Regions from separate parts of the Mus musculus genome. Here regions 1, 2, 3 and 4 are each linked to region 5. The links are chromatin contacts, called in public promoter capture Hi-C maps. All regions are on one chromosome and are shown on one strand. Each heading gives the region's core, a stretch centred on a gene start, on an enhancer-like site or on the middle of the called end of the contact. The rest is flanking DNA. Distances are from core to core; before and after follow the strand shown.

Region 1 (5,431 bases), core at 2,340-4,839, 510 kb after region 5:
AGATATGGTAACTTTCCAAGTTATTCAACACCAACTGAAGTGCTAATGTAATAAAGTCAAAGTCGGGGTAAGGCAACATGGCTCAGCAAGTAACGACACAAAGATGGAAGGACACGACTGACTGACTCCACACACTCATTTTGGCATCTGAGTATACTCCCAACAACTAATTTAAAAAAAGAAAGAGCCGGGTGTGGTGGCGCACACCTTTAATCCCAGCAGTCGGGAGGCAGAGGCAGGCAGATTTCTGAGTTTGAGGCCAGCCTGGTCTACAAAGTGAGCTCCAGGACAGCCAGGGCTATGTAGAGAAACCCTGTCTCGAAAAACCAAAAAAAAGAAAGAAAGAAAGACAGACAGACAAGAAGGCAACAATGGAAGGAGTGAAAAAGTGATATTCTGATAAATCAGAATTTTGGACTGCAAAATTGTTCAGTGCCTAAAATGTTTACTACCCATGAATGAGGACCTAATTTCATGTTCACAGCATCCATGTAAAACCCAGGCAATACAGAAAGCAGCTCTAGCCCATCACCATGGAGGTAGACACATAGGGAATGTGGGAAGCTTGCTAGCCAGCCCGCATAAGCAAAGCAGCAAGCTCCAGGTGTCCTGAGACCTTGTCACCACATTTAAGACAGAAGTTAACAGAAAACACCTGATTTTGACTTTAAGGGTGCACACAAATGCACACACACACAGATGTGGGTGCAGACAGAAATCAGAATTTTCAGTGGAAAAATCAGAATATAATCTCTAGAACTATAGTAGCTATTTATGTTTACATACCAAACAACACAGCAATAAAATACATGAAGCAAAAATTCCTAGAGGGATGGTGAGATGGCTCGGCAGGTAAAGGAATTTGCCACAAGGCCTAATGACATGGGTTTTATCCTTGTACCCTCATGGTAAAAAGAGAAACTACTCCCACACATTCTCTGTCCTTCACAAGTGCCCTGGCACACATGTGCCTATTCACATAAACAAAATCCAAAAAATAAACTCGGCTGAGGGAGGAGAGAAAAAAAATCCACAAAGGGTTAAAGGTAAAATAATTAACAAAACAATAAATCTTTATTTAAAACAGAGTAATTAACATCCACCTCAGAGAATCTGACCTTAATGCCATCTTAAGTTATCTTTAAATAAGAAAGCCATTGACAATACTAAAAGGGAGAGGTAACCCCTTTAAAATGACTGTAAAAATGACTTTAAAAGAACTGTAAATGTCTTTTCTTTTCTTTTTTTTTTTTTTTTTTTGGTATTTTCGAGACAGGGTTTCTCTGTGTAGCCCTGGCTGTCCTGGAACTCACTCTGTAGACCAGGCTGGCCTCGAACTCAGAAATCCGCCTGCCTCTGCCTCCCAAGTGCTGGAATTAAAGGCGTGTGTCACCACCGCCCGGCGTGTAAAATGTCTTTTAATTCTACATTTTATTCATATATCTGTGAACCAGAAGTGGAAGCAGCATTTTCCAAAGCTGTAATCCTGTTATGACTTCTATTAATTCTTCACTTAGCCAATACTTTTCCTAACAGTCAACTGTACTTGGCCATTCAGTTGCTTTTCTAAGTAGCGGTGATTCACACTGTCATCCCTTCTCGTGTGCCCAAGGACATTAGGCTGCCTGTGCTGCTTACAATGGCCTTCAGAAGACTTTTCTTTTCTAAGATTTATTTATTATTATATGTAAGTACACTGTAGCTGTCTTCAGACACTCCATAAGAGTGCATCATGGTGTATTACAGATGGTTGTGAGCTGCCATGTGGTTGCTGGGATTTGAACTCAAGACCTCTGGAAGAGCAGTCAGTGCTCTTAACCACTGAGCCATTTCTCCAGCCCCGCAGAAGACTTTTCTAATAAGTTGCTCCAATGCACTCTACAGTTAAAAGCAGGCAGGTATTTAAAATGAATGTGAAAATAATTTTAATGAGTTATAAGCCTTTAAAAGATTTAAATTCAGTCTATAGTGTTTGGTATGGTAGTTCACACTTCTAGTATTCAGGAGGAAGAGATTCAGGAGTTCAAGGTCACCCAAAACTATATAAAGTGAAAACCAGCCTAGGCTATATAAATATCCTGTCTCAAAAACCTACAAGAGCAGATAGATAGATAGTGTTGTTTGGTTGTATTACATGCCTATAGCCCAGACCTGGGGAGTCAGAGGCAATAGGACTGCTAACAAGTTCAATACTAGCCTAGTCTACATAGTGAGTTCCAGGCCAACAAGTGTAATACACAAAAAGATCTTGTCTCAAAAAGCAGAGATTAATTGGTTGTGAATATAGCTCTGTAGTAGACTGAGCAGAGTGATAGGTTAAACCTCAAGTAAGAACACGTATGTGTTTGTGTATAGATATATAATTATTGTATACATATAAACATATACATATAAATAAATTTATACATATTTCATTAGGAGAATTTCAAAACTAGACATGATGGTATATGCTAGATAATCTCAACACTTACGATGCCGGGAAAGGAGGATCAGTAACTCAAGGCAAACAAACCCTGGCTGCATAGGTGAACCCTGTTTCCAACTATCCCAACCTAGGCCTGTGACAGCCTGCGTCGGTATTCTCAGCTCCTCAGGAGGCTGAGTGAAGAAGATAACTGAAGCACAGGAGTTTAAGGCCAACCTGGGCTACGGGCTACCACCGAAGTGGGGAGGGGGGAGCCAACAAAGGAATGTTACCTTGAGGATAGATTGAGCAGATTAACTAGGAAAAAAGTGAATGAGAGATTTACAACCCAAGAAGGTGCTTAGCCACTTAATTCAGAGATTTAATGAGAATAGGTTTTCGCAGGTTATTCCACTGCCAGTAAGAACATAGTCCCCTTTTTCACTAGTCAAGTCACCCTCACTTACAGGAGGACTTCATACTTGGCATTAAAAATTTTTTTTGATTGACTGAAAACTTACCTAACCTACCTTGATACCCAACACCGGAGTTACGGCCCTACAAATGTTCTCCAATAGATCTTTTTGACATAACTCAAAGAGACAATAAAGTAGCAAGAAAATTTCGGGGGATGTCTGTAACGGTTGGGACGCCTCAAGAGCCAACAGGGTCTACACCAACCCAACTTCTCGTAGAAAACATAATCAGGGGATTATGGAACTGAACCTCGGTTGCTTGGCTTGGGCGTCCCCAAGGTGGTGGCCAAGGGAACACAGATCAGTGACCTCCCACTCGGGGGCGCTGAAAGATCCGGGGGTTATTACCCTCAAAAGTGAGTACCTGCGAAGCTACGGCACAGAGAGTGGCTCCGGGCTCTCATTCCGGAGGCCGGGGCCTGGGGCCGGCCAACTGCACCTCCCAGCAGAGGGTTCCGCGCTCCCGGGCGGTAGTGACAGCACAGGTCGCAGAGAGATATCTCACGCTAACGAGGCTCCGGGATCCCAGAACTGAAAAAGCTGTCGGACTGGTGTGGACTGGTTTTTCTCAGAGCTTCCCCTTCACACGTCAAACGATCTCTCCCGCCCTAAGCCAGCAACCAGTCGCTGCCCGGCGCCGCCATCCTTAGTGTTTGTTTTCATCCGCTTCAGTGCAGGCGGTGGGGAGGTAGAGCGCTACGGAGGAAATGCAGCTGCCTAAATTCAGCTGCACTTTCGCTACACCACAAACGACCTATTTAATATTTCTGTACATCAGAGTCTTCAAGAAAGGCGGCTTATTTCCAGAAATAAATCATATGATTAATTTTAAAGCCTTTTAGGAGAAAAAAAAGGGTTTGGGAAGGAATTTAGGGAGTTGGAGACTGGGCTTCGTGTAGAATGTACGGAAGCGAAGCGCAGGCCGCGGTGGCCGAGGTGCTGATGACGCGGCGTGGGGCGGGCGCTGACGCGGAAGGGGAGGTGCGGCTGTTGCGCACCGTGGCGGCTTGTGTGCGGCCGTGGGTTCCGGAGGCGGGCCTTCTTCGGCCCCGAGGGTGGAGAGTGCTCCGGTTAATCCGGTAGCTACGGAAAGGTGGCGATCAGCGTTCGGTTATTCTGGGTCGAGCAGCCAGACTTTGGTTATCTTACTATTTTTGAGACAAGGTCTCGCTGTGTAACTCAGGTTAGCTTTGAACGTAATGTAGCTCCAGCAGGCATGGAGCACGCGGCGATGCTACCCAGTTTCCAGAATGCTAACATTACAGGCTGGACCAGCCTTAGGAGCTTTTTGTTTTGTTTTACTTTGTTTTGACTGGTGCTCGTAGTCCACGCTTGCCTCGCACATGATCTTCTGGTCTACACTTCCCAAGTACAGTGAGCCCATTCCTGGCTGGGGCATCTTTACTTACACGGCTTTTAAAGGAATAAACTTTTTAAATACATTTATGTTTTGGAGGCGGGCGTGATGTGGCAAGGGTGTTGGACGATTCTTTCTTTCCACCATATGGATCTCAGATAGCCAACTAATTTATTTCACCAGGCTTCACAGGCAAACCCTGTGCCCTCGGAGCCATCTTTGTCCCTTAATACTGTTTTGAAAGCGGGTTGAAAAGTGGCCTCGGTGTTCCAGACCTACCTGGTTCACTTAGCTTTTTCCTCCTTTCCTTCCTTTTATACTCTTCCTTCCTTTCTAGCCTAAAGCTTCGGGATTTGGGTCTCTTGAGATGAAGGGAAAGCCTGTTACAGCAGACAGTGTAGGTCCCCAGGCAGGGCCACAGACTGTCTTTCTTCCTTTCTCCCCCCCCCCCACCCCCCCTTTGTTCTACATCTCTAGTTGGACTGGTTTGAGCACTCCCTCATCTGTGGAGCCATAGGGCTTTGCAAAACAAACCTCTGAGTAACCCTTAAGGTGTTTTCAACTTGTCAGCTGTCTCCTGGTTGCCACAGACCTCTTTTACCTTGTAAATTGTTTGTTCTCATGTGTTGTTCTCAGTTGAAATGCCAGGCAGTAGATGAGCCACTGGGATTGAACTCTTATTGTCTGCAAATTAGATCAAGTTTGTCATACAATAGTGAGTCAGTGGAGATAAATCTAGAGTTAACAAGTGAATGGCTGAAAAAGGTGTAGGTTTTGAGTCATTTGGTATGGTTTGGATCACGTTTCTAATTATTTTTTTCTTTTAATTAACATTTACAGAAAGAAGATTATAAATGTCAGAGCCATTTAACTGATGGTTAGCTGTTGAATTCTGATACTTACTGCGCTGGGAAAAATTCGGGAAAAGCAGATAGAAGAGGACCTCCACATTAGCAATGGCTATTCCAATAACAGTGCTTGACTGTGATCTCTTGCTGTATGGCCGAGGTCACCGGACCTTGGACCGTTTTAAGCTGGATGATGTGACTGACGAATACTTGATGTCCATGTATGGATTCCCCCGACAATTCATATACTTCTTAGTGGAACTCTTGGGGGCAAGCCTTTCTCGGCCTACTCAGAGATCTAGGGCTATTAGCCCTGAGACACAGATCCTGGCAGCATTAGGGTTTT
Region 2 (5,337 bases), core at 1,564-4,063, 320 kb before region 5:
AAACACACGTGCAGGGCTGGAGAGATGGCTCAGCGAGTAAGAGCACCGACTGCTCTTCCAAAGGTCCTGAGTTCAAATCCCGGCAACCACATGTTGGCTCACAACCATTCATAACAAGATCTGATGCCCTCTTCCGGAGTGTCTGAAGACAGCTGCAGTGTACTTACATATAATAAATAAATAAATATTAAAAACAAACAAACAAAACCCACACGTGCAGAGTTCAGTTCCCAGCACCCACTTGAGGCAGCTCCTGTAATTGTAATTTCAGCTCCAGAGAATCAGATACCCTCTTCTGACCTCTGTGGGTACCTTCATGCATGTATGATATGAAGCAGTGAATCCAGCCTATGTATGTATGTATACATACAGAGACTAATAACACTTCAACCTCCCTTTTAGCCCACAACCTACCAGAGGAAGGGGAAAGAAAGGTAAATAGGAAACGGGGGTTAGGGACTTGTTTAACAATAGTTCTTTGGGAGAGATTCCAATCTTCATTGTCAGCAAGCCAGTACACTAGCAACACACCAACCACGAATCAGCAGTGGCTCAATCCAGAAGAAACGTCAAGGCTCTGCCGTTGGGCACGAGTCCCATGAAGTGGCAACAAGCAGCTAGATCACCACCAGAAGTTCTTTAGTGCATTACTCTCTGAGAAGTCACAACAAATGAAGATCAGCAAAGAAAGCAAGGCGAACCAATGCCAGAGCCTCGTCTACTGTCTGTCGGGTTATACGTATACTCTTTCCAAACATCAGTGTTCTCTCAATCATTGCTCCAGAAAAACATCACATGACACAATAGAATCTTTAGAAATTTACACACACACACAGAGACAGAGAGAATGAGTGAATGAATTTAGGTTTGAATAGTTATTTAGGAGGTAATTCCAGGAAACAGGTGGGTCCTGAAAGGAAAGAAGGAAACTAAAGCATGCAGATGTTACTAAGTTGTCACTAAAGGTGTTTCTTTCTTTTAATTATTGTTTTATTTTATGTTCATTGGTGTTCTACCTGCTTGTAGTATGTGTGAGGGTGTCAGTTCCACTGAAACTAGAGTTATAGACAGATGTGACCTGCCATGTGGGTGCTGGGAATTGAACTCGGGTCCTTTGAAAGGGCAGCCAGTACTCCTGATCCCTGAACTATCTCTCCAGCCTCTAAAAGGGTTTCTTAATTCTCCTAGAACACATCTTGGAACTGGGTATAGGAAGTTCCTCCTGAGGAACCAGGAAGCTGCAGTATTCACTCCCAGCCCCTACCCTTCATTAGTTGAGGGTTGCTAGAGGGTTCTAGCTTTCCATTACTCTGGCCTTATTTAACTGCACAGCCAAGAATGCTCCAGGAGAGAGATGCAAATGGGAGTTGGGGCCAAAATGTGTGCAGGTAACATCCAGGCTAGGGAGGCATCCTGGGTGAGAGGGCACAGCACTGCCAGCACTTGCAGTTTGAACCAGGTAGGAGTAAGCAAAGACTACAACTTAGCCTGGGCCCTTTTCTCTGAGCCCTGATGATTCCTAACTTCCTATCTGGTATATCTGTGGCTCTTCCACTCCTAACTACCCCCACACCCACCAGCACCCCATCATGCCTTCCCTGGCCTCTCCCTTCCCAAGGCCCTGCTGGCTGCCATGTTATCTACCCATTACCAGCCCACCCTGATTCCTTTGTTGAGAGTTCTTCCATATTAAGTGTCAAATGTCTTCCAGCCCCAGTTGGGATTCAAATGTCCTGCCTCTCTCCCTCCCACACCTTCCTGCCCTGAATAAGAGGTCCAGTGCCTAAGGAGGACCACAGGTGTCACAGGATGGCTCCTGGCCTTTCCCTGTGGGACTCATCCCACCCTCAGTGCCCTGCCCATTGGAGTGCCCCCCTCCCCAGCTTTCAAGGAGAAGGAGACATTTGTGATCTGGCAAGGGCTAGGCAGGCACTTTGCCTTGTGCCTCCTTGTACCCAACAGCGTGGAGGAACTGCCCAAGCTCATCACTTCTCCATGGGTAATTTATACTCCAGTAACTGGGGCCAGGTATGTGGAGAATTCCAGAAGGAAAGCTCCTGAGGGCCAGGGCTTCTGCGAGCCTGTGAGGGTGAGGGGGGGCGTGGGGCGTGGAGGAGATGCTGATCTCAGCCCCTGAGGTGTTGTTGGACTCCTACGAGTGTGGGCATAGCTCCCCAGAAAGTCCATGCCCCACACGGGGACCTCCTATTGCCCTTCTCAACCTTTTCCGGAAAAGAAAAATTCAGTACGTCCCAAGGATCCTGCACCTTCTTTGTTCTTCTCAGAGGGTCTCAAGCTGATGTGCTGATGTCTGCAGCTTTGTCCTTCCTCCAGCCTTGCTAGCACACGCACGAGGTGCAGGGGGAGGGGCATTTGCAGACTCAGAAGTGAGGAAGGAAAAGTGGGGCATTTTCACCTCTTACTTTACTAAGGACATTGACCCATTTATCATTCTCTTCCCTCAGACCTTCCCCCCAAGGCCACTCAGCGTGGACATCTGTCCCATACAAAATCTCACCTCCTACTGTCCTTGCTTGCAGCACAGTCCATGCCTTGCCCGAGTCCTCTCTCCCCACACAAACCAGAAAGCTGGTCTGTAGGATGCCTTGGGCCACCCTAGGGTGGCCTCTCTAGCGGCCTCGGTTTCCCCACCTGCTAACTTGGATCAATGACGCCTGAGCGCGGCACCCGGTGGGTAACGCTCAGGATCCAGGAATGAGGAAGGGTCCCATGCTCAGCGCAGGCTCGGTGCGGTGCCCCAGGCCCAACTGCTCGGCGCCCCTCCCTCGTCCTCCGCTCTCCCCTCCGCCTCCCCTGCTCCCCGCCCTTGCGTTTCTCCGCTTCAGCTTCTGCTGTCCTTCCCACTTGCTCACGCCTCCCTTGCCGGGGTCCCCACTCGTCGCCGGCTAAACCCCCGCCACCCCTGGAGGCCCGGTCAAGCCGCAGCGCGGGCGACCAGTGTGTAGCCCGGCGTCCTCACCGAGCAGGATAGCCGGCTGGGACCGAAGCCGACCCGCCCGCCACCAGCCAGGTGAGGGCAGCCCGGAGGAGGCGGGGGCGCAGGCTTCTCTTCTATGCGAGCGGGGGCGGCGGGAGGCACGAGGGACCCGGTCCCTTTTCCTGGAAAGGAGGACCTGGGCGCTTTTTCATGAAAGAGGCTCAGGGGCTTTTACTTCAGAGGGAGGGGTGGAGGGCAGGGATAATGGAAAAGGGGCTTGCGGGGACCCCTTAATGGGGCATTTTTCCCCACGAGAAGGGACTTATTGACTGCTTCTGTAAAAGTGGGGCTCACATTCTTGGAAGGATGCGGACTTTCAAGGAAGATACAGGGGGGTTCTGGCACGGTTTGAAAGCAGTGTTAACTGGGATATGGGAACAAGGCGCTAGGGGCTTGGAGATGCCCTTAGTCTGACATCGCTGCACCTTCTCCATTGGTTCTATGGCTCTGGGTCTATCCAGCTCTGTCCCAGTTTTCCTCTTTGAAGATGACTATTTTTGAGCTTCACCTGGACAGAGCTTTGTGCAGCCATTTCCTTTCCTGGAGCTCTGAGACCCACCTGACGCCTTACCATCCTCCTCTGACCTGCTGGGGAATGGGATTGTTAGAGGAAAGGATCCAGGGTTCAGGGGCATGTGCAGTGGAGTACGGAAGGTAGGAAGGGTATTGGACACACAAGAACCTTTGGCACTGGTGGGTTCATCTGACTTAGAGGGGAGGTGGCAAAGGATAAGGTGGGCAGGAGCTTCGAGCGAAGACCTGCCAGGAAAGCTGCCGGGCAGAGGGAGAGCTCCCACCTCTCAGCAAACAAATGACAGAGGCTGTGCTTGCCTTTGTTTGCTTCCTCCTTCGCTCCCTTGTCTCTTCTGGTTTTGCAAAAGGGGTCACTGAGGCGGGAAACACATTGACCTTTGTGTAAGAGGGAGAGCTGGTAGAGAAGCGCACTGATTTGAAATGGAAAAAAAGAACAAACCCTCTGTTTAAGGCTAAGAGTTCAGTGGATGACCTTGAGCCAAAACGTGTACCCCTCGTTTAGGCACCAGATTTCTCATCCATAAAATGGAAGAGGGCTTATCTATATGTCCAAAAGAGCTTTGTATGAAGAAACAGAGTGGACCGGACACTTCTCAGGTGTAGTTCTCACTACTATGGATGGACCCTTTCCCTCCTCCCTACCCTCACCCCATAACCCATAGGACAGAGAGTCAGAAAAGTATGGAAGGAGTCAGCGTTCAGCTGGACTTGAGGTCTTTCTTGTGAGAATTATATGGCAGTGCAGTTTATTCTGACAGCTGGGCAGTGGACTGCAGGCGAACATCCAGGAGTGCGCCACAGCTGCACAGCTGGACCTGGCCGCTCTCAGCAGCCCCTCAACCCCCGGAATCTGCAAGAGACTCAAGGCTACACACACTTTCAGGGTACTTCCCAGAAAAGCTCTTGCCCCGAGTTGTCTGTCTCTAGCTTCCTGCCTGCCTGCCTCCACCTTGGAGTCCACGTTAAAGCATGACAGAATCCCAGCATTAGTGACTCCCAGGGACTGGATAATGCTTCCCCAAGCTCTCCATTTACTGAGGCTCTAACCTTGTCATGTCAAGAACCTGACCATATCGCTTTCCCCAGGGGTAAAGAACAGTCGCCTCTAGGTCTGTCCCAGTACCATGTCCCAGTACAGACCATGCTCACAATTGCTGTCTGGGTGGCGTATGCTTAGCACCAGTTTGTGTGGCCCTCCATTGTGCCATTTACACGGATGAAGCCTTACTCAGAGAGTTAAACAAAACAAAAAAAAAATTGCCTAAGGTGACCGGGGCACGACTCAGTGTCCGAGTGCCTGCAGTTCATTCCAAGTCCCATATCTAGGTCTAAGTGTCTGCCACTCCCAAATGAAGCTGATGACCTCACCATCCTGCCAGAGCACTACCAGAATTTTATTTTGTCCTCCCAAGCCTCAATAGCCATGACTCTCTCCTTCCCACAGGAGCCAGCCAGCCTCCAAGCACAAAGAGACAAAGGGAGTTATCCCCCTGAATAATTAAAAGAAATGTATGTATATGGGTGTTTTGCTTGTATGTATATTTGTGAACCACATGTGTGCCTGCTGCCAATGGAGACCAGAAGAGGGTATCGGATCTAGAGTTATAGATGGCTGCGTACTTCCCTGTGGTGCTGGGAAATCAAACTTGGGTCCTCTGGATGGCAGCTAAACTCTTTAACTGCTAAGCCATCTCTCCAGCCCCTCCTTACCTCATTCTGTTTCACAGGGAAAGCACTAACTTAAAGCTTGGCTGGACCTCTGCGGTTCAGGAAGGACCCCAGGGGAGTCCAGAGATCCTGGTGGA
Region 3 (5,351 bases), core at 1,254-3,753, 450 kb after region 5:
CTCTCACTGAACCCGGGTGTCACTGACTTGATGGTCTCGCCGTCGAGCTCCAGGGAACCATTTGTTTCTGCCTAAGAGCTGGGTTCACAAATACGTGTGTGTCAGCACCCAGCACCACTGTCAGCTTTTATGTGACTGCTGGGGATCCCAAGCCCGGTCTTCAGGCTTGTGCAGCAAGCCACTTCACTAATGCAGCCAGTTCCCAGGTCCTTGTTTGTTTGATATGAGACAGGGTCTCGTGTAGACCAGAAGGCCACAGTCTTATATGTGGCCATATGACCTGGAACTAATGTTTCCTGGATACATACCTGTGCAAAACCCTGCTGAATCCTCTTGCGGGGAGGCCACCTCTTCCTGTGTAGCAGACGCCTCTCCTGTCTCAGCTACTTCTTCCTCCAGCTTGGGGTGCAGGACACTTAGACTCTTCTGCGGAGACTGTGGGCGCAGCAGCAACTCAAAGCCTGGCAGTATAGTCTGGTCCACCTGCAGGTGTAGCTTCTCCCTGATCCAGACCAAGGACGCATTGCCATCACTCTGCAGTCTTCCCTCCTGCACCAAACTACAAGACAGAGCAGGAGCTGGCTCAACAGACCCTCCTCACGTGGCTTCCTCTGACCCCTCCGTCATCCCCTTGCATCACACGTTGGAAAAGACCGCCGGGAAGGCAACGAGAATTGGCTTCAGGTTCCATCCCAAGCAGAGCGTGTGCGCGCACTAGTTTTACTTACCTGGTCCAAGTGGAACTTTGCTGCCGGGGACAGATGGCTCCGCACGGGGCTAACGAGAAGTCCTAGAATAAAACAATGAGATCCCTTTCCCCGTGCCTGCGAGGAGTGAGGGGCAGACAGCAAAACAAAAGCAAAGCAAATCTGGGCACAACCTTTCTGGGGCAAAGCTAAGCTGAAACTTTTGGGATTTTTTTTTGATTGTTTTTGAAACAGGGTTGTCCTGGAACTCACTCTGTAGACCGGGCTGGTCTCGAACTCAGAGATCTTCCTGCCTCTGCCTCCCTAGTGCTAGGATTAAAGACATGCACCACTCCCCAACTCCTCCCCCACTTTTTTTTTTCATAAGATGAAACTCTAAGGCTAGCAGCAGCCTCTGAGGTTGCCTCTACACTATGGTGCTGTGTGGTTTGTTTTTTTTTTTTTTTTTTTTTTTTGGTTTTTCAAGACATGGTTTCTCTGTGTAGCCCTGGTTGTCCTGGCACTAACTCTGTAGACCAAGCTGGCCTCGAACTCAGAAATCCGCCTGCCTCTGCGTCTGCCTCCCCCCGCCCCCCTCCCACCCAGTGCTGGGATTAAAGGCGTGTGCCACCGCGCCCAGTTCTATGGTGCTGTTTTATATCTTCAGTCAGTGAAGACCAGAGAGTCCACTCACCTCTCCTTAAAGGTGTGGAAAGCTCTAAACAGCACAGCCTTTCAGCAAATACCAAACAGAAAACGCTGCAAGAGCACCAATACTTTTAAACAATCCTTACTAATGCTTACAAAGCACAGGCGTATTTGGCTTGCATCGTGTCCTCTGGTCTTCCAAAGGATCTCGGTAACAGCCACAACTTTCTTTTACAGGTGAGTAATATTAGGTGTGTAATTTAGCTAACTAGTTAACAGGTTTGAATCTGATCCTGGTAACCTTAGCTTCTGACCTTTGTCTCTGCCAACACAGTAGGAATTCAGGTTCTCACAACTTCTTTGCATCTGCTTTAGTTACTGCTGCTTAGGTAGAGCAAGACAGCGCTGCAATGAAGGGACAATTATTTCTCGAGTTTGAAAATATCCTGCTTCTAACAAACTGGAAGAGCTGTCCGGAAATGTCTGAACCTCCCCCAAACTTTCAGACAGATGTCCGACTCCTCAATACCTCCTCGTGCGGTGTCTTCATTCCCTCGCCCTTCTCCAGGACGGACTCATCTTCCAGAGGTCCCCAATGCAGGCCGGGCTGCAGGGGTGCTCCTACACACCAGACCCCCAAGTGCTGATTCCTGGATCTCGAGGGGCCCACGGCCAAGCCCTGGGGGAGGCTCCTTAGAACAAGGATGGCAGGGCTCGTACCCGGCGGGCAGGCTTTGAGGCCCGGAGCAAAGCCTTTTCCGGAAGGGCTCCATCCTGAATCCTGGCCCAGGGGTGGCTCTGGGGCTGCAGGGAGACGGGAAGGCAGTAAAGGAGTGGTCCATGAAGGCGTGGGGTTGGGGAAAGAGAGGTACAGGGTCAGCTATGACCCAAGAGTCCGAGGGATTAGCAAGGTTCTAGTTAGTAGGGCCCTTGAATGGTTGGGAGGGAGTCTAGTCTCTTAGGGCACCGGAGCAGGATCCCAGGCTCAAGAGAAAAAGGGATGTAAGGGAATGCGCTGACTAGAAAAACGCTGTGGCCATCTAGTCCAGGGCTGAGGGTCGCAGACATCGCAGGTCACTCACGGTGCGGCTCTATTTTCCCCAAGATCACCTCCTCCACCTCCTTCATCGTGGGACAGAGATTCTCTCGCCACTCCCCTCTACCGGAAGTGAGCGTTTTTGTCCCGGTTCCTCCCGGAAACAGTCCTTGATTTTCAAATTTAAGCTCAAGGAAGAATCCGGGTGGTTAGGCATCATTGAAGGATGGACCTGGGAGTTTGGAAGTACTTGACAGATAAAACCCTGTCCGATGGGCGATACGAACCTAGGATTTCAGAGGCCCGCTAGTTTCCTGCATCTGGAAAAGCGGAACCCAACTCACTCACTTTAGGTAGCGGCGAGTCGGACAGCTCGGCTAATTAACCTCACATTTTGTCAGGTGATTGCCGGAAGTGGGCGGAGCACCAAGAAAGCCTTGTTTGGTCCGGGCAGCAAGCCGGAAGTAGGTAGAAGAAATGGCGGAAGTGGTTGGGGAGCTGGGGGCCCCCGAGGGGGCGGTTCCCATTCCCATCTCGGAGCCGGATGTTTGCCGAGCTTTGACAGGCGTGGCAGAGGAAGCATTGCCGGAACGAGGTGAGCTGCGGAGCGCGGGGTCTCTTTGGGCGTGGTGGTGGGGAAGAGCTGCTCTGGTCAACGGAAGGAATTGGGTCGGAAAGGGGAAAATCCGAGGCAGTGGGTCGGGAGTGGAATTGGGCCCGAGGGCCTGGGTCTCTTCGCTGCCGGGATTTTTCCCATTTCGGCGCCTGCAATGAGAAGACAGCCACTTTCTCTGACTTGTTCCTGCCCTCCCTCTGCAAGGCATAGGCCAAGCCAGAGCAAGCCGGTGGGAGGGAGGGAGAAGTCGTCCTGATCAGATCTGGCATAGCACTGAGAGCTAGAAATCAGGGGAAGTGATCCACCTTGTCACTTGATAGGCCGTGCTTTCATCTCACTTTCTTGTGAAACGAAATACACTCCATTCGTTGTTTGTTTTCGGACTCTATGCAAACATGATTATAGTTTAGAGTTGCAGCCTTGTAGGATTTGGGTTTTTCCAAAGTCACAAAACAGTCTGATTCCAGCACCAGCAAGTACTGTGACTTCAGTTTGCCCTGAGAAGTCTGGCTGCCCTTTCGTGGCGCCTCTTGGATCCCAGTGAACTTTGTGACCGACAGTCACTTAAGATCACTGTTGAGGGGGTTGACTTTAACCTAGAGAACACCTCAAACTGGAACTTGTGGGTTAAAATCCTGCGTCTGGGTTCTATGATCTGTAGCAGTTTGCTCCCTCCCTCCCTCCCCCCGCTTTTTGTTCAAACTGTAAAATGGTTTTTATAGCATATGCTGAACTACTAGTGCAGTTGTGAGGTGAATTTGTGCCCAGTTCATAGTACAAATATCCGTTTCCTTCTCCACTTATGAAATTCATTCATTCATTCATTCAGCTAATGACAGTCTGCTATGTGAAGACTCTGAATAAACTCTGGTGCTATGTGCATCACTCTGAATAAATTGCTTTGGTGTGTGTGTGTGCCCGCGCGCGCTCTCTTGTCGCGCATGTGCTGGAGAGACCCTGTGTATGCAGGCAAAGCGCTCTACCACTGAGCTATGGACTTAGCCCTTGAAATAGGTTCTTAAGCAATAACAGGGGGTTTGTGAAATCTTTAAAATGCATGCAAGGTTTCCATGGATCTGTTCATTTTTCCTAGTGAAAAAGTCCACAAACATCAAGAATTTCAGAGAGAGAGAGAATCACTGTTTTACAAAAGTCAAAGCCTTTGCCTGAAGTGATTTTTTTTTTAATTTAATTTGATTTATTTATTTTTTATTTTTCGAAACAGGGTTTCTCTGTATAGTCCTGGCTGACCTGGAACTCACTCTGTAGACCAGGCTGGCCTCCAACTCAGAAATCCACTTGCCTCTGCCTCCCGAGTGCTGGGATTAAAGGCGTGTACCACCACGCCCGGCGCCTGAAGTGAATTTTAAATACTTTCTAGGTAAATGGTTTACCTGGTCCAAATGGAATATTAATCTGAGAGAGTGGCTTTTTGCAGGTGGCAGATATATTTCATTTCTACCATTTTATGTTAGAATTTCCCTTCTCAGGCTTCATCTACCCATTGACTAGCAGATAAACATCCGGCTCCCAGAAGGCACCAGAAGCAGGTGAGAGCGGCCAGGAAGCTGGCTGGCACTACTGTGCTTTTACTAGCGAAGGAGGTTATGTGGGAGTTGGAGGTCAGCTCTAGCTGCACTGACAGAGAGAAGTTCCCAGGGACAGAGGTGGGGGTTGAGCTCAGCTTTCTTCTCCATAGTCTCCCTCTCTGTCCCTTGCACATAGCTCAGCTTCTGAGCAGGATAAAAGGAAAAGCTTCTGAGCACGGAGAGGCACAGCTCTGGGAGGGAGGAGCCTCTGCTTCTGCAGATGAGCAAAGTTTAGGCCAGACAGGAAAGGCGCTTCACTTGTCTGCGATCTTTGCAGTCCTCAGCTTAGTCGGGACTCTAACCCAGTTTTCCATAGTCTTGGTTTCTTGCTTTTTCTATCATACCCGGTACTTACTGTGTACAAAAAGAATTCTCTGGGGTAGCTGGGAGGGAAGATCCAGGACTCCTTGAGCCTGGGCAGGAATAGGAATGGAGAGAAGACTTTTAGGCAGGAGGAGGTTGCTGGACTCTGTCCTATAACAGCCAGTGGTTCTCAGCCTTCTTAATGCTGTGATCCTTTGATACAGTTCCTCATGTTGTGATGATGCCCCCCAGCTATAAAATTGTTTTTGTCAATACTTCATAATTGTAATTTTTCCACTGTAATGAGTTGTAACGTAAATATCAGTGTTTCCCACTGGTCTTAGACGACCCCCGTGAAAGTGTCAGTTGATCCCAAAAGGAGTTATGACCCATAGGTTGAGACCTATGGTTAGAAGCTCCTGTTTGAAGCCTCCCTATAACCTCTTGGTTGAATGGGGAGGCGTAGGTGGGTC
Region 4 (5,284 bases), core at 2,650-5,149, 320 kb after region 5:
TGAGGCCCCAAATATTGAAAAAGATATTGCCTCTGAATCTTTCTGGAGCTACAACTACTCCCCCAAACTTTAAAGCTTGTTTGTATAAAAGCAAAGGTTTGTAGTAAATTTTTCTTCAGAGGGATTAGCTAATAAAATATTCTCCATATAATAAATAATATACGATTCAAAGTCCTAGCTTCTTGTATTGAAGCAGAGACAATTTTATTTGTTTGTTTGTTTGTTTGTTTATACATAATGTAAGACTATTAGTTATTCCTAGAGGTAAAATCTTTTTTCCTTCCTTCCTTCCTTCCTTCCTTCCTTCCTTCCTTTTCTTTTTTTCTTTCTTCCTTCCTCTCTCTCTCTCTCTCTCTCTCTCTCTCTCTCTCTCTCTCTCTTTCTTTCTTTCTTCCTTTCTTTTTTTCAGAGTGGAAAGTTTTATATCAACTGGTTTCAATAAGAAAACAAGTGACTATATAGAAACATGAACAGTGTTTCTCATAACAGTGGCTGGGGGAGAGAAGGTAAAAGGGAAGTCTGCAGGTTTATCTCTGTCAAAGCAGAAGCAGGGTCCCAAAGAAAGGGCCAACTTCCTTCCATTCAGCTGGGAGCCCAGAGACCACACTTAGGAAAGTTTAGGATAGCAGCTGAGGGAGGGCGGAGGCAGCCAAAGACTAGGCCAGAGAGAAGGTGGGCTGGAGTCCAGGATCCAACCCTCCTAGGTGGCATCACCAGGGAGGCGTCATGGGCTGAGGATTCTGCAGATAGGACATCACCACAGCAGAGATTGAGAGCATGAAGCTACTCATCATCTGCTTAGTGTCCTCCGAGCTCCGAGAGTTGGCAAAGCTGCAGTAGACAGCAACCCAAGCACACCACTTCAGCTTAAGCGTGAGGCCGCACATGCTGAAAATCATGCTGAGAAGATTCATGTAGTCCAGAATCGGGTCATCCAAAGCCCGGTTGCACTCACTCGAAGGTGGCTGATACCTCAGCACTTTGTTGGGACTTCGTGGGTCGGACATATTGTTGGTGGACATAGCAAACTGAAGACGAGGTAAAACCTTTCAATGATTACAAACTCACTAGAAGCAAACCCTTTACAATTATCAGGATGCAAAGGAAAAAACAACCTTCCAAATCGATAATAATTCTAAGTAGAGTAGGCAGATCAGATTGTAATGCTGCTACAAGTTCAACAGCCTCACTGACCTTTCATAAATCTTGAGTTTAAACTTTATTTTGAATGACACCTGGATAGATCTGCAATAATGCTATTTTGGCTTAAAAATAATTCCCTGGAGGTGAGGCTTAGACCCCCAAAACTTCCATAGGCAGTGTTTGCAAGACAAAAGAAACACCACACAGGCTTCACTGAGGCTGGTCTGAGCTTTGCAAATATAACTTAACTCAAATATAAATATTTCTTACTCTGAGCATACTGCCTGAGTCCTGGCCCAAAGATTACACCTCCTGCAGTGAGGACAGATTCCAGGGGAGCAATTCTACTGTCTTTGCTTTCTATGGCCGGGTGGCCAAGCTGCGTTAGTGTTCTCATAAGACAATTGTGTAACAAAAGGAGCCCCTGCTTGAGGGTCTCCAAAAATTCTACTAGCTGCTTTTAGTAGCCTACCCACAAACTCCTTGAGGGCACAGTTCCTCTCCTTCCTTACATGTAACTGTTCTTCCCACCTCTCTTTCACTCCTTCCTCTCTTGCCCCTGTAGTCTCACTCTACAGAAAGCAATTCCCAAATCAATACCACTTAAGACTTAATCTAGTCTTCCAGCTTCTTTCGTAAGCCTACTTAGATGATTCCATTTAAACATCTCGTTGGTACCTGAGAGTAAACAAGCTTAAAACTGGCCTCTCCTCCCTTCCCGTGAGACAGGCCTCTCCTGATTTTCCACTTCCATTTGGGCAGTAACAGCCCTCCCAGGCTCTGGGCTCTAATCCTGACTCTTTCTTGGACTCATTTTTCAAAATAGGGCCCACCTCTGCTGTGATGGCTGTTCCTGGTTGTCAACTTGACTACATCTGGAATGAACCACATTGCAGAAATGGGAGGACATATTTGCGATCCAGATCTTGAGGTTGGAAGACACAGGCTTCTGACCTGTATCTTGACATGAAGATCTTGAGGCATAATGGCCATGAAAAGCTGAGGCCCAGGCAAGGTAGTACACCCCTTTAATCCCAGGGGACTGGGACTCTGGAGAACTCTGACTAATACACAAGTTGGTACCTAGAGTGCAGTGTTCTATGGACATCCCATAATTTATATGGCCATGTGATTTCCAGATTTCTGTTTCTAATATCCCAGTGGCTCAGTAACATTCTTACACTTTTTGTATATGTGCATAATAAATGCCTCTTAGTAGCATTACTGAGCTAGAGAATCTGTAGATCTCAAAATTGTCCTCCTAGAAATTTGCACTCAAATTTAACAGTGAGGTTGAGCATTTGTGTCTCCAAATCTTTGTTCTGAGACAACATCCTACAGCCCCGGCTGGCTTCCAATGCACTACATAGCTGAGGCTTGCCTCAAATCCCATACTCTTGCCTCTACCCCTAGAGTGCTAAAATTACAGGTGAGACCCACCATACTCACATCTTTCTTCTCTAACTCTTGGGTGTTTGTTTCTTTGTTTCTTAGGTTGGTTTTGGTTTTTCAAGATAAGGTTTCTCTGTGTAGCCCTGTGTAGTCCTGGAACTTGCTTTGTAGACCAGGCTGGCCTTGAAATCAAAGATCGGTCTGTCTCTGCCTTGTTATATTAAATCCTCACATTAAATTTGTAAAAAAAAAAAATCATTGTTATACACGTGTCTGTAATCCCAGTACTTGGAAGGTGTAGGTAGAATGATGCTACAAATTTGAGGCATCCTGGTCTATGTGCCAGTTCCAGGTTAGCTTGGACTACAGAGTGGAACCTTGTCTCAAAGACTAAAACAGTGCAGGCAAGATGGCTTAATGGGTAGAGGTGTTTGCTGTCAAGTCTGGGGACCTGAATTTGAGTTCCTGAAGCCATATTGTGGAAGGAGAGGACTGGTGCTTAGCAAGTTGTCCTTGAACTTCCTTGTACCACACCCCATAGTGCACATAAATGAAATGTAGTAAAATAGATTTTTGACAATCATATTTCATCAAATGAATCCTCTCCTTTTCATAAGCACAAGCATTTGTGAAGTAAATCTTGTAGTTCATAAAGGCCATTCCTAGACTCTCAGCTTGTTGTACTAAATCCTTACATTAAATTTGATTTTTTGTTTGTTTGTTTGGTTGGTTTGTTTTTTGAGGTAGGATTTTTCTGGCTGTCCTGGAACTGGCTCTGTAGACCAGGTTGGCCTCAAATTCAGAGATTTGTTTGCCTCAGATGGGATCAAAGGCGTGTGCCACCACGGTCTTTAATTTAAACTTGTAAGGAAATTTAAACATTTACATTAAATTTGTAAGGAAAACATAATTATCCCATTTCCTACACAAAGAAACAGAGGTCCAGATCAACTGAGAAAAGTGATTTGTTCAAAAGAAGTCCAAGACTACAATTTAGCATTCGAGGCTCCTTCCACTACATCTCAGTTGCCTCTTGCTTTCCTCTCAGCACAGAATGATTGCAAGCTCTCCAAAAAAAAAAAAAAAAAAAAAAAAAGGTGTGGGAGGGAGATGTTGACAGCAGTTTAAACATCAGTAGGTAAAGGCAACGTGATCATGACTGGAAATGCAGAGTTTTCCACACACCTTTCGCTCTTCTATCAGAAGCCTTGGTAGCCATTCCTCCAGCCACTGGGTGACAAGCACCTGACCCGCAGCCCTGGGAAACACAGCTGCGCGCGTTCCCTTTAAGGCCGCAGGCGGCGCGTGCCCACAGCTCTTTCAAACGGACCAATAAAGGGGCGATAGGCGGTTCTCCGAGGACCAATGAACAACGAGGACACTGCGGGGTGTGCGGCGGCCCAAGCGGTTTTAAACGGCTTAGAGCAGGCCCCTCGGTTCTGACCCGGCAGAGGTGAGTGGGCAGTGGGTCTCACCTGCCGGCCTGGACCCTGGGGACCCGGCGTCGCGCGCGCTAGAGGACCCACGGCCGCGGGCGGGGCCCCCGCGGACGCGCGCCTCCGCGTTCTCGCGAACCCGGCAGGTCTGAGGCGGCGGAGCGGGGCGGAGGCCTGGGAGCCCGCGGCTGGCAGGGCGGGGGGCGTGGGCGCTCGCTTGTGTTGGTGACCCGGGCTGGGGGTTCAGGTGAGCAGAGCACGCGGCGGGGGAGCTGCTGCAGCTTCGGAGGTTCGCTGGCGGCCCCGGGCCGCGCCTGAAGGCTGAGCTGTCCGAGGCCGGGGCGGGGGCCCTGCCGGCAGGCCCTTGGTGGAGGAGTGCGCCTCGCGGAATTGTTAAATGAATGAACAAGAGCACGGGAGGGCTGTGGTGGGTGTGAAGGGCCTAGTTGTCTCCTCCGAGCCGGGACCAGAGCCTGGTGCCTGGGCCTGCCTCCATCCCTGCGTCCACTACCTGTGATGATTTTGTAAGGATGCTGTTCATTCGCCGCCCCGCCCTTGGTTTTCTCCCTCAGAAAGTGTCAGCAGAGTTCAGGGATTTTGCAGCTCTGAAGGTTTCCGGCACCAGTACAATAGCCAGCAGGGTAGGTGAGCCAGGCCTTGCCGCTAGGTGAATGAGATTCTCACTTTTTAGCGCTTAGCAAATCCTTGTTGAGAGAGCTGCCCAAAGTCGTGGTAATTGCTATGCAAGATTGAATGCATCCCATTTTGTTTCTTGCGGAGGGCAGGATGAAAGAGATGTTGCCAGAGAGGCTGCTGTGTGTAAAAGAATATATTCTTGTTGATGAATCTTAACAATGAGTTTCTGATTCAGCACCAGTAGAGGTTTTTGCAGAACTTGTCCCAAATTTATGCATGACTCTTAATTCTCCTAGGAACCAAGGCATTAAATCTTGGCCCAGATAGGATGCTTGTATTACATTATGCATAATTATAGAACTGGAAACTCATTTTTAGAAAGGTGAAATATTTTTTCTCCATTTTCATCACCCTGAAAACATCTTCTGTGACCTAAAGAGCGAGAATATAAATCAAGTTAATGGTCATTTGAGACTTTTCTAAAGTGACTGGTCAAGTACGATTTAATAAAGAGAAAATCAAAATCAACTTTTTTTTTTCCAATATAAGTTAAATCACTGTAGTAAGCCTGTAATGAAAAAATTGTACACAAAACTTTTACTTTTTTTTTTTACCTGGGGCTGGAGAGAGGACTCAGTATTTAGGGGGCAATGGTTGCTTTTCAAAGGAGTTGGGTC
Region 5 (5,273 bases), core at 1,586-4,085:
ACTTATGTGAATGATTTCCTTTGATAAAATCTCCAGATACCTTGGGGCTGCCATATGTACAGGCTACAAGAAACTTTCCATTACACTGCTGTCTTTGGCAGCGCATAAACTAAAAATGGAGCAATACAGAGAGATTTTCATAGTCCCTGCCTGAAGATGACATGGACATTTGTGAGGCATTCTTTATTTATTTATTTATTTATTTATTTATTTATTTTTATTTTATTTGGAGACAGGGTTTCTCTCTGTTGCTCTGGCTGTCCTAGAACTCTCTATGCCAGGCTAGCCCCAACCTCAGAGATCCACCTGCCTCTGCCTCCTAAGTACTGGAATTGAAGGCATGCACCAGCACATTTTATATTTTAAAAAGGGTTGGGATGTGGGGCTGGTGAGATGGCTCAGCAGGTAAGGGCATGTGCTATCTATCATGCTGGACCACCTGAGTTTAAACTTTGGGACCCACATTGTGGAAGGAGAGCATGGACCACTGAGAGTTGCTGTCTGACCTCTATACATGCCACGCACAAATAAATAGATATTTAAAAAAAATAAACAACAGATTATATATTAACCCAAAATCAGAAAATTTCAATTTCAAACTAGGTGTGGTAATATATACTTTGTACATTTCAGAAGTGAGGCAGTAATAAGTTCAAAGCTAGCCTTGGCTACACAGCAAAACCCTAATCCTGTCTGAAAGAAGAGAGGGAGGTTGAGAAGAAAACTGCTGAGTTGGGCAGAACGCACTTGTAATTCCAGAGCTCAGCACGTGGTAATAAGAGGATCAGAAGTGGGAGGCCAGCCTGGGCTATATAAGACCCTGTTTCAAAAGACAAACAACAACAAAAATAAGCAAATGAATTTCAATCCACTCTCTAAACTGTATACGCTTAGGCAAACTACTTTTCTCTGGGTTGGTTTCCTAACCTTATAAGTTGATGGAGGATCTTTGTGAATCACTTGACATTATATGCAAAACTATATTCTGTGTTCATGTGTAGACACATTTTTTTTGGAGAGAGGGCTAATTTTTCATGTGATTTATAGGAAACCTGTGATTTAAACAGTTAAGAAATAGCCAGGCAAGGTGGTGCATGCCTTTAATCCCAACACCCAGCCTGGTCCACAGAGTTCCAAGACAGCCAGAGCTACACAGAGCAACCCTGTCTCAAAAATCAAAATAATAAGAGAGAAAAGAGAAAAGAAAATTAAGAACTGAGGCTGAGGGGCTGGTGAAATGGCTCAGTGGGTAAGAGCACTGACTGCTCTTCCGAAGGTCTTGAGTTCAAATCCCAGCAATCACATGGTGGCTCACAACCACCCATAATGAGATCTGACGCCCTCTTCTGGTGTGTCTGAAGACAGCTACAGTGTACTTATAATAATAAGTAAATCTAAAAGAAAGAAAAAAAAAAAAAGAACTGAGGCTGCAGGCTAAGCAGCTAGAAGTATTGGCAACTCCTTCAGAGGAGGGCTCAGGTTCTATTCCCAGCACCCACACAGCTGCTTAAAGTCTACAGGGGATCCTATGCTGCCTTTTTGCCTCCAAGGACACTGTATATACATGGTTCACAGATATACATGCAAGCAAAACACCCATACATAGAAAATATTTTGTTTCATCATTGTTTTTTCCAGACAGTATTTCTCCATGTATCGCTGGCTGTCCTGGAACTTGCTCTATAGACCAGGCTGGCCTACATACAACTCAGACATCTACCCCCCTCTCCAAGTGCTGGAAGTAAAGGCATGCACCACATAGATTTGTTTGTTTTTAAGTTTAAAACTATTTAGTTTTGAAGCCTTCTTATTCTCCCCAAGTCTTTCTCAAGGTGACATCGAAAGTAAAGTTTAGGCAGTAAGGTACATAATTTTATTTGGAGTCCTGGGACAGTATCAATTCTGATCAGATTTGCATTAAAGCATATCAAGGGCCCAAGATCTCATCTGCAACTGTGTGTCACTCTAAGGTTTGGAATCACAACATCCAGACACCCAACTGGCTGCCTGCCTCCAAATCCTAAAGGCTAATGTCTGGAGGAACTCTGATTCTGTGGCAATTCCAGTTATATGCCTGCATCAAAACTGATGTAGTTTTCTGAGATTCCTCCCATAAGAATTCAATGTAGTGGGTTTGGGAAATCGGAACATCCTATGCAATCCAACTCCTCCTCAAACATGACGTTTGAGTCTAATTTAATTTAGAAATCGGTAAGCACAAGAAAAGAGCTGAAAAAAACTGGGGAGTACGAAGGTTTGTTCAGGACATGAATGGCAGACTAGACTGGATCTACCTCAAGGACACAGGGAGTCCAAAGGGCTGGTTACATGCAGTACCCTACATCTCAAACAAGCCCGCTTATCGGAACAGTGTCTAAGCCAAGGCTTACACTAAACTACACACCCAAGAGCAGAAAGTTAGGCTCTGTACTTCCCCACACCTTGCCCCAGTTTTGCACCAGCCGAGGCTCTGGGATCATTTTCAGAAGCATTCCTCAAAGCAGGCACTCGCTCTCCAGGCCCAGACCCCAACCAGGGCAAGCACCAGCTTTGTAGAAGAAGGGGTAAGCCTGACCTAGCGCCTCTACAAAAGCGAGGTGTTTAAGCCTTTTCTGCCCGGAAGGTCGCGCAACAGTCCCACCCTCGTTCATCACCGCCAATCGCAAACCTTCTCCATTTGCATTCCCTCCCAAATTCCGCCTTCTCCCACCAGACTTTCTCATTCCCGGTCTCCCGCAACCCAAAGAAAGATGGCGAAGGCTGCACTTCCGGCAAGTGTCCTTACGAATGCATCCGGGCGGCTGCAGCAGGTACCGCCCAAGGCGTTCCGGCCTCTTGCTACACAGCCTACAACAGTGATGGCCGGCAGACAGACTGGTTGGAGCCAGGCGGCTCTTCTCCAGTTCCTTCTTGGCATGTGCCTAACGGTGATGCCACCCATACAGGCCCGGAGTCTACGCTTTGTTACCTTGGTAATGGGTGACGGAGTCACCAACGGGTTCGCCAAAGCTGAAAGGGCAAAGGCCGGCTGGTAGAGGGAGGGGCAGAGCTTGTGTTCTGGGGCCGGGGTCTCACTTCTCAAGGAGGAGAAAGAACCGGTTTAGGAAACCGCTGGCCCATAGTGGGTTGTGCGGCTGGATTAAGAATTGATTTGGAGCCCTAGGCTATTTTTTTTTTTTTTTTTTTTAGGGCAGGACGACCGAGTAGGAGATATTCTTCCCTAGGATGGGAATTTAGTTAAAAGGTTGAAAGTCACCCATAAAGACGACTTTGATCTTTGTTTTCCCAGTCCCATTGCCCACTTCCTCCCCCAGAAGGCGTTGCTTTCACTACTCTTCTACCTGTGCTTTGGGGCTTTACCTATTATCTCAGGTTACATTGCATCGCCCGAACTGGGGTCTTTTTTCATCGCTCAGTAGAGAAAGATGGAGTGAAATTTCCTTTCCTGGCATGTGCAGAGGTGGGTCCTGTCCTTAACTAGAAGACCCTTCTGATTCTATAGACACACCATTTTCTTTGCTCAGCTGTATCGACATGGAGATCGGTCACCAGTGAAGACATATCCCAAGGACCCCTATCAGGAAGAGAAATGGCCCCAGGGATTTGGTCAGCTAACCAAGGTGGGTCAAAAGCCAACCTGCAAGGTCTCGGGATATGCTACGGAATGAATCACATCTGGAGCACAGAAACTGGGGCTCCTTAAACTACTAGCTTCCCACATGGGTTCTGATGGACCAGATGTCTATTTTGTTGTTTTGTTTTTGTGGTTTTGGAAATTAAACCCAGAACCTTGTCTATGCTAAGCACAGTGAGCTACATCTCTGGCTATGACCAGATTTCTTAACAACTCTGTGCAGGGGACAGTATCATTACAACTGGCCACTTCTGGAATCAAATTCACCTCTTGCCAAGGGAAGAATGCCTAAATGCCATACATAGGACTTGTGGCTAATCCCCTCTCTTTGGACTTTTTTTTTTTTTTTCCCCAGGGGTTGGGGATTTGGGGGAGGTTTAAGACAGGGTTTCCTTGTGTAACAGAGCCCTGGCTGTTCTGGACTCACTTTGTAGACCAGGCTGGCCTTGAACTCAGAGAGTGACTGCTGGGATTAAAGGCCACCATGCCCAGCTCCTCTTTGGACTTTAACTCTCAGGTTTGCCCACAGGAAGGGATGCTACAGCACTGGGAGCTGGGCCAGGCCCTGCGGCAACGCTACCATGGCTTTCTGAACACCTCTTACCACAGGCAAGAGGTAAGGTTGGGAGTTTGATTGGCAAAAGGACTGGGATCTTTGGATTATATTCTGACTGCAGAGAATCTAAGGATGAGCCTGGGCAGTCAAGGTTCCCTCTTGAACTTTTGGTCCCTGGACAAGACATCTAAGAGCTGTCTAGAATACGGCTCTGGAGTCTGAAGTGTCTCTGCTTGTCTGGGAAAAGACAAAACTGACCAGGGGTCCAACTTAGACATGAGGAAGGGTCTGATAAAGTACTTTCTGACTCTGAAACAATAAATAGGCATTTTGTCCAAGACATTTATTGTCACCTGAGGGCCAAGCACTGTGGTAATGTTTTTCCTATGATGGTATACCATAGAGTTATGATCTCTATAATAGAGCTTATATTAGAGCAGTCTAATAAGCTGAACAGAGCCAAGCTAAATCGGGGGAGGGGCAGTGAAGACTGGCAAATGTGCTAGCTCCTGAGGTTCTCTGCTTACCCCAGTGGAGATAGCTGTTCCATGGTTACTGCTTGCAGCCACAGTTGTCTCAATCCTCTAGATTACTGTTCCCTAAAGACCTAGCTCTACCCTGAGCTTGCCCTTCGCTTCCCTATTTTCTTCCTCCCTTTTCACAAGTCACCTCGCTGTTCCTTTTCCCCCCTTCTTCCCATTTATAAAAGGAAAGGGAGTGTGGTGAAGAGTGGTATTTGCCATTTGGACTCTAGGGTATTGCTTTTGTGTTTTTAAACAGGGTCTCATTTTATGGTACTGGCTAGTCTTGAACTCAGAGATTTTCCTGTCTCTGCCTCTCAAATTCTGGAATTAAGAGTGTGTACCAAACCAGTGGTGGTGGCACACAACTTTAATCCCAGCACTTGTTAGGCAGAGGCAGGCAGATCTCTTGAGTTCCAGGACAGCCAGGGCTACAAAGAGAAACCCTGTTTTGACAAAAGAGAAGGAAAAAAAAGTGAATGCCAAGCTGAATTAGAGGCACATACCTTTAATCCAAGCACTTGGGAGGCAAAGGCTAGTAGATTCCTGAGTTTGAGGCTAG

The links. Promoter capture Hi-C pulls out the DNA fragments that hold promoters and counts their contacts.
Region 1: a contact with region 5 is called in a promoter capture Hi-C map of embryonic stem cells. The contact joins the promoter of Atg13 here to the promoter of Acp2 in region 5. A contact is called at or near these places in 2 of 39 promoter capture datasets (cranial neural crest and embryonic stem cells) and 3 of 115 datasets of contacts at active chromatin or transcription factors (bone marrow-derived macrophages, double positive thymocytes and embryonic stem cells).
Region 2: a contact with region 5 is called in a promoter capture Hi-C map of pre-B cells. The contact joins the promoter of C1qtnf4 here to the promoter of Acp2 in region 5. A contact is called at or near these places in 20 of 39 promoter capture datasets (the 3T3-L1 cell line, 3T3-L1-derived adipocytes, the C10 cell line and 13 more), 3 of 484 Hi-C or Micro-C datasets (Sertoli cells, conventional dendritic cells and cortical neurons), 10 of 115 datasets of contacts at active chromatin or transcription factors (bone marrow-derived dendritic cells, bone marrow-derived macrophages, embryonic basal ganglia and 7 more) and 2 of 9 other capture datasets (adipose tissue and liver).
Region 3: a promoter capture Hi-C map of erythroid cells shows a contact between it and region 5, with 18 times the contacts expected there. The contact joins the promoter of Zfp408 here to the promoter of Acp2 in region 5. A contact is called at or near these places in 13 of 39 promoter capture datasets (the HPC-7 cell line, cranial neural crest, embryonic stem cells and 8 more), 1 of 15 datasets of contacts at CTCF or cohesin (large pre-B cells), 7 of 484 Hi-C or Micro-C datasets (B cells, embryonic stem cells, muscle stem cells and 3 more), 11 of 115 datasets of contacts at active chromatin or transcription factors (astrocytes, bone marrow-derived dendritic cells, bone marrow-derived macrophages and 5 more) and 4 of 9 other capture datasets (adipose tissue, embryonic stem cells, liver and 1 more).
Region 4: a contact with region 5 is called in a promoter capture Hi-C map of hematopoietic stem and progenitor cells, with 3 times the contacts expected there. The contact joins the promoter of Ckap5 here to the promoter of Acp2 in region 5. A contact is called at or near these places in 14 of 39 promoter capture datasets (the 3T3-L1 cell line, the C10 cell line, the HPC-7 cell line and 8 more), 9 of 115 datasets of contacts at active chromatin or transcription factors (the NIH/3T3 cell line, astrocytes, embryonic limb bud and 6 more) and 4 of 9 other capture datasets (adipose tissue, embryonic stem cells, liver and 1 more).

The regions. Positions count from the first base shown.
Region 1 is chr2:91,707,003-91,712,433 of GRCm38.p6, forward strand. It overlaps Atg13 (autophagy related 13), which reads right to left and starts at 3,590. Exons shown (of 17, transcript NM_001355419.1): 1 at 3,245-3,590. It overlaps Harbi1 (harbinger transposase derived 1), which reads left to right and starts at 3,850. Exons shown (of 3, transcript NM_178724.5): 1 at 3,850-4,249; 2 at 5,078-5,431. The coding sequence starts at 5,194.
Region 2 is chr2:90,882,973-90,888,309 of GRCm38.p6, forward strand. It overlaps C1qtnf4 (C1q and tumor necrosis factor related protein 4), which reads left to right and starts at 2,814. Exons shown (of 2, transcript NM_026161.3): 1 at 2,814-3,031.
Region 3 is chr2:91,647,288-91,652,638 of GRCm38.p6, forward strand. It overlaps Zfp408 (zinc finger protein 408), which reads right to left and starts at 2,504. Exons shown (of 5, transcript NM_001347175.2): 1 at 2,417-2,504; 2 at 1,864-2,138; 3 at 729-790; 4 at 309-559. The coding sequence starts at 2,462. Arhgap1 (Rho GTPase activating protein 1) reads left to right here and starts at 2,831. Exons shown (of 14, transcript NM_001359970.1): 1 at 2,831-2,965; 2 at 4,477-4,536.
Region 4 is chr2:91,522,863-91,528,146 of GRCm38.p6, forward strand. Ckap5 (cytoskeleton associated protein 5) reads left to right here and starts at 3,900. Exons shown (of 44, transcript NM_001165989.2): 1 at 3,900-3,988. It also overlaps the pseudogene Gm13770.
Region 5 is chr2:91,200,077-91,205,349 of GRCm38.p6, forward strand. Acp2 (acid phosphatase 2, lysosomal) reads left to right here and starts at 2,836. Exons shown (of 11, transcript NM_007387.2): 1 at 2,836-2,972; 2 at 3,525-3,620; 3 at 4,164-4,250. The coding sequence starts at 2,859. Gm23390 (a small nuclear RNA gene) reads left to right here and starts at 88; the gene lies at 88-191. It also overlaps a transcript of Nr1h3 not described here.